Regions from separate parts of the Sus scrofa genome. Here region 2 is linked to region 1. Evidence: chromatin contacts called from public Hi-C data. All regions are on one chromosome and are shown on one strand. Each heading gives the region's core, a stretch centred on a gene start, on an enhancer-like site or on the middle of the called end of the contact. The rest is flanking DNA. Distances are from core to core; before and after follow the strand shown. Region 1 overlaps KDM4B (lysine-specific demethylase 4B). Region 2 holds the start of PLIN3 (perilipin 3).

What was found. A called contact is a pair of places that touch in the nucleus more often than the background predicts.
Region 2: a contact with region 1 is called in a Hi-C map of alveolar macrophages, with 3 times the contacts expected there. The contact joins the promoter of PLIN3 here to the enhancer-like site in region 1. A contact is called at or near these places in 1 of 5 promoter capture datasets (liver), 12 of 47 Hi-C or Micro-C datasets (alveolar macrophages, blood, embryonic fibroblasts and 8 more) and 1 of 2 datasets of contacts at active chromatin or transcription factors (alveolar macrophages).

The regions. Positions count from the first base shown.
Region 1 is chr2:73,840,900-73,843,599 of Sscrofa11.1, reverse strand. KDM4B (lysine-specific demethylase 4B) reads left to right here. Exons shown (of 23, transcript XM_021084033.1): 3 at 1,668-1,833. The coding sequence starts at 1,693. Among named protein-coding and RNA genes, the nearest start is that of KDM4B, 48 kb to the left of the region's middle. Within about 2 kb of position 1,424, at least 15 of the 83 cell types and tissues checked have an H3K27ac peak or open chromatin away from gene starts, as enhancers often do. A contact at or near this core is called in alveolar macrophages, where this site is marked.
Region 2 is chr2:73,968,962-73,971,661 of Sscrofa11.1, reverse strand. PLIN3 (perilipin 3) reads right to left here and starts at 1,436. Exons shown (of 8, transcript NM_001031778.1): 1 at 1,399-1,436.

The DNA.
Region 1 (2,700 bases), core at 175-2,674:
TAAGAGAGAAAAAAAAAACACACATGATCCACTGATGCTCCCCTGAGTATTGGGGTCAGGCCTGTCCCCCCGCCGGGCCTTGAGTGCCCTCCAGATAGAAGAGGCCCCAAGACAACCCAGTGTGGCCACTTTGGGGCTGGAGGGGAAAGGGTAGCTGTGTTGGAGGCTCAGGTGAGGTGAGTAGGGGATGGCAGGTGGGGATTAAGGCACCAAGCGAGGGGGGGGGCTGGGGACAGCCTGGTGGTGCATCCCTGGGATTGGTCGTCCTGGCTGCGGCCTGGGCCCTCTGGTGCCTGCTGCTCTGGAGGGGGTTTGTGGCAACCCTTCTCCTTCATAAGCCTGTGGTTTCTTGGTGGTTCCCTGTGATCCTGCTCCGAGCATTGTTACATGGTCCCAGGCGCTCATGGCCTGCGGTGTAGACTGCGCCTTTGGCTGCCCTGGGAGGAGGAGGGAGAGGCTCCTGTGCACACAGGCCAGAGGGTCTCAGGGGGTCCCAGTCTGGACGCCAGGGCCTTAGGGTTCTCACCAGTCCAGCTGTCAGGTGTGACTCTGAGAGCCAGGCCTGAGCCACCCGCAACTCCCATCAAGTGCTCAGCCCCCCACCTGATGCAGGGTCTGGACCTGGTGCCTGGACCTTCAGGTCTGTCTCAGCTCCTTCCTGGGCGCTTGCTGCCCTCTAGTGCCCGCCAGGGGGAGCGCCTTTAGGGAGCAATGGTCCCATCTTGGCGACATGGACCCCTGGTTCCACCTTCTGGGACCGGCAGGCTCCCTGCCTTTCTCACTCCTCAGCTCACTTTGGGCTGCAAGGAGATGGACTTGGTTAATTTCCTTCCAAGATGTGCACTTGGGTTCTGACCTTCCCCACATCCTGGAGGGGGTCTGGTCTTCTCTTGTTGGAGAATTTAATCTTCCCATAGGGACCCTTCCCCTGGAGTCTGTCCCCCCAGCCTCTTCCTGACTGGGGCGGGCCACCTGCCACCCCGCTGGGTCCCTGTAACTTGAAGGACAAGATGGGTCCTCTCCAGCCTGCCGCCTTGTCACGGAGAAGAGCCCGATCTCCGTACTCTTCAGGGGCCGGCCCTGAATGTGGGCCACCAGACCCGCCCCGCCAGCCCTTCCTTGTTTGGGCTTGGTTATAGCTCAGGGCAACCTGGCGGGAAGCTGGCCTTTTGCTCTTCTGGTTACAGATTCTGGCTTCGGGCAGCCTGGGTTCTTGACAGCAGCTGGGCCAGGGCTGGAGGGACCTGCTTGCTGCCCGAGGAGGGGCTTGTGAGTGTGACCTTCAGAGCCTTCAGAGCTCGTGAGTGTGGCCTTCAGCGTTTGCTCGTGCAAGGCTCACCCACGGCCTCACTCACTCCCCAGCCCGCCCATGCTGCCGCCTCTGGGTTCCGGCTCCAAGGCGGATGAAACCCTGATAGGAAGAGCTTTTCTTGCCAAGGCCTCTTGTTTGGAATGGGTGCCCTGGCTTCCAGCCTCGTGTGGCCTCTTAGAACAGGGCCGCCTCTGTTGGTGGTTATTGGCAGGCCCTTGGTCTCTGGTGCCAGGGGCAGTGGTGTAGTGAGCCCCAGGCCCTCCTCGCCCCTCCTCCTGCAGGTGGAGGGGTTAGGGTTAGAAGGGAACTGGCTGGTGGCGGTGGTGGTGTTAACACTCTCTTGTGTCCCTCGCAGGTGAGGCCGTGTCTCCACTGCAGCCATGGGGTCTGAGGATCACGGGGCCCAGAACCCGAGTTGTAAAATCATGACATTTCGCCCAACCATGGAGGAGTTTAAGGACTTCAACAAATACGTGGCCTACATCGAGTCCCAGGGAGCCCACCGCGCAGGCCTGGCCAAGGTGGGTGATGCCCTGGCCCCGTGCAGCTCTTCCCGGCCCCTGCCCTGTGCACATCCCAGGGCACGGGGCCTGTTGCTCTGTGCATGGGGCCCCTCTGACCTCGCTTATCCACAGACATTTGTTCCCCCATGTCAGGCATTGTCCTGGTACTGGATCCCTAGCATCGCTGATGCTGGGTGGGGCACAGCATCGTGGTGGCATCCACAGCCTTTTTACCCTCCCTGGGGGCTTCCAGGGGAGTCTGTGGTGGGGTGTGTGTGGGGTCGTACTTTTTGCCTTTATATTCCTAGTTAAACAGATTATTTAAAAAATTGAAGTATAGTGATTTACAATATTGTGGTAATTTCTGTATGACAAAGTACTTCTGTTATATGTGTACATACACTCTCTTTTGAAAAATTATTCTTGTCCATCGTGGTTTATCAAAGGGCATTGAATATAATTCTCTGTGCTGTACAGTAGGACTTGTTCTTTCTTTCTTTTTTTTTTCTTTTTTTTTTTTTTTTGGCCTTTTTCTAAGGGCTGATCCTTCGGCATATGGAGGTTTCCAGGCCAGGGGTCTAATCGGAGCTGTAGCTGCCGGCCTACACCACAGCCACAGCAACGCAGGATCTAAGCCGCGTCTGCGATCTGCACCACCGGATCCTTAACCCACTGAATGAGGCCAGGGATTGAATCTGAAACGTCAGGCTCCTAGTCGGCTTCGTTAGCCACTGAACCACGACGGGAACTCCTGGTAGGACTTGTTCTTTTTCCCCTCCATGTATAAAAGCTCCATGAACAGATTTTTGGAGACTGTAGGGCACACCAGGCAAGTTCAAACAGGGTAGAGAGAAAAAAATGTCTCCTCTCCACCTGTGCCGTCCC
Region 2 (2,700 bases), core at 187-2,686, 130 kb before region 1:
TCCCTGGTAGCCTAACAGTTCAGGATTTGGCATGGTCACTGCTGTGGCTCAAGTTCAGTCTTCGGCCAGGGAACTTCCACATGCCGTGGGTGCAGCCAAAAGAAAAAAAGTAAACTGGGTTCTAACCCTGGATTTACAACTCTGAAGCTAGAAGTTGGGAAGGCAGCCTCCTCTCTGAGCCTCACTTGCCTCACCTGTGAAATGTGGATAATGGTTCCTAGCCTAAAGTCCCTGTGGACTGGAGGAGAGGCTGCACATGCGGCACTTAGCTTGGTATCTGGCACATAGTAGGTGCTCAATAAACAGATCCATTTCACACCACTCTGTCTGTCCCATAGAAACGGGTGAAGCCAGCCAGGAATGAGCTTCTGCTTGGTAGGAAGGACCTCCCCCCCAAATGGGAAGTGGGGCAAGGAGGCACACCTACCCCTGGTGAATATCACCTGAATCCTGTTCTCCCCCTCACCTTCCCTTGAGCCTCAACTCTCCTGGGCAGCTCAAAGGTCCTCTTTCCCATGCCTTTTTTCCATCAATCCCTCTGGAACCAGTTGAACCAAGGGCTGCCGTTGCAGATGTCAGCACACCCATTTCAAGTCCTGGGGATCAGCAACGTGCCTGCAGCTGACTCCAGCTGCCAGAGGGAGAACTGGCCGAAAGTGGCGGAAGTCACATAGCCCTCCAGCCGCAGCCAGGACATACTAAGATCCAACTTCCAAAGTTCCCAGAAACTGCGGACGTAGGCTCAGGCCCTTCTCTCACAAAGGTCGCAAGGATTCAGATAAGGGGTAGGGAACTTCCCACTGCTACTTTGTGCAATCCAGTGGCCACACCCACCCAGGAGAAGGGGGCGGAATTTGCCCAAGACCTCGCCGGGGTCAGCTGGGAGGCCGGAAGGAGGGCTGGGGAGGGGCTAAGTCCCCAGGGGGCAAAACCACTTGAAGGGGAGGGGGCTTTGCCAGGCCGAGGGATTGGCACCCGGTGCGGGGAGGAAAGGGGCCCCTCTGAAGACCCAGGGACAGCGGAATTCCTGTGCGGAACCGGCTGCAGCCTGTCTCCAAGGTGCGTTTGTAAAGCAAGAGGATGTGGTTTGGGACGGACTTAGCCCCCTCTTGATCCTGCCACTTCTAGTGTGTGTGTGTGTGGGGGAGCTCTTTCGTGCTCCCTCGCCCCCACGAAAGTCCTATATATTGAGAGGGAAGAATCTGAAAGTCTGAGCCTGTTCCAAAAGTTGGATTCTTCTGAGGGAGGGCTGTTCAGCCCAGGTTGGAGACCCCTCCCCAGGCCGCGGAGATAAACAGAGCACCCTGGGAAGGCCCTCTCCGCCCCTTCCTCCCCAGAGGCGTCCCAGGCTCAGCAGCTCCCAGCCTCCCCACCCCATTCGGGGACCCCGCCTCTCACCGCGGTCAGCTGGACGTCCAGGGTGCAACAGCAGCTACTTCAAGGCCAGCTCTAAAACCGTCCTGGGCCAGGACAAGGCGGACCTTTATACTCGGGGGCGGCGAGGGGGGGGGGTGAGCGCCCGGGAGTGACGGGCCGGAGGACCAATCCGGTTGGGGGACTGCCCACCACCAGGCCACGCCCCTCGCCCCGCTCTAGACGTTGGAGGCTCAAGTGTTGCCTGAGAAGGGACGGACGGACCTGGCGGCTGCGCGTGCCCTCCCAGCAGTGTCTCCAAGGTGGGGAACGACCCTAGTACGACACCGGATCCAGCCAAGGGACGCGCCCTCCCCACCAGGGACCTTATGAATTCTGGGACTTAAGTGCAGTCCTGGCGATCCCCACCCGCTTTCTCCTGGGACCAAACTGAGGCTGTGAGAACTCAGAGATCATTCAGTGATGCTTCCGTCGTGTCAGGGACCACACCCCACCCCTGGGCGGGAGGAAGATGGAGCCGAGCCAGACCCAGCATTATTACCAACGTGCTCTGACCTGCGTCGTAACACTTAATCATACCAACACTATGCATTCCTTTATTATCCCCATTTTGCAGATGAGAAAACTGAGGCCCAGAGACAGCCCAGGGCAGTGCAGAGGCCAACTCATGGATTTCTGACTCCTGGATCAATCTCTTACTGGAGTTGCTTCACTTGGATTCCCGATCCCCTCCAAAAAAAAAAAAAACCTCCTTTATTTTCTTGGTCTGTAAACCAAGGTCTCAAATTCAGATGGCCCCAGGGGCCAGACAGGAGGTAAATGCCTCTGTTAAAAAAAGTGGCAGCATGCCCCGCCTAGAGGGAGCAGAGCCTTACTGTGGGGGAGACTCACCCAGAGATTCACAGAGCCACAGGGATTCCAGACTTTGGACAAAGTGTTCAGCCTCTTTAAAAAAACTTCTGAGGAACCAAATAAAACCCAGTGGAGCCATAGCCAGTCTAGGGCACCAGTTTGCCACCTCTGCTGAAGTATGTGGGTTGGGGTGGGACTTCTAGAACTTCCAGAAAGAACATGGAAAAAACTACTGTCTGTGACTAAGTGCCTTTTTTTTTTTTTAGAAGGTCTACACTAGCGCTGTGTGACGAGCTTTCTGAGATGTGGGGCATGTTCTAGAACTCTGCACCACCCAATTAGTGACCATTGGCACATATGGCTGTTGCCCATCAAGAAGCTGAACATACATACTTAAGTAACACAGCTTGTCAGATTCCTAAGTGAATCTGAGGCCCCCAAATGATTAAAGCAGATACACAGAATTATAACAGG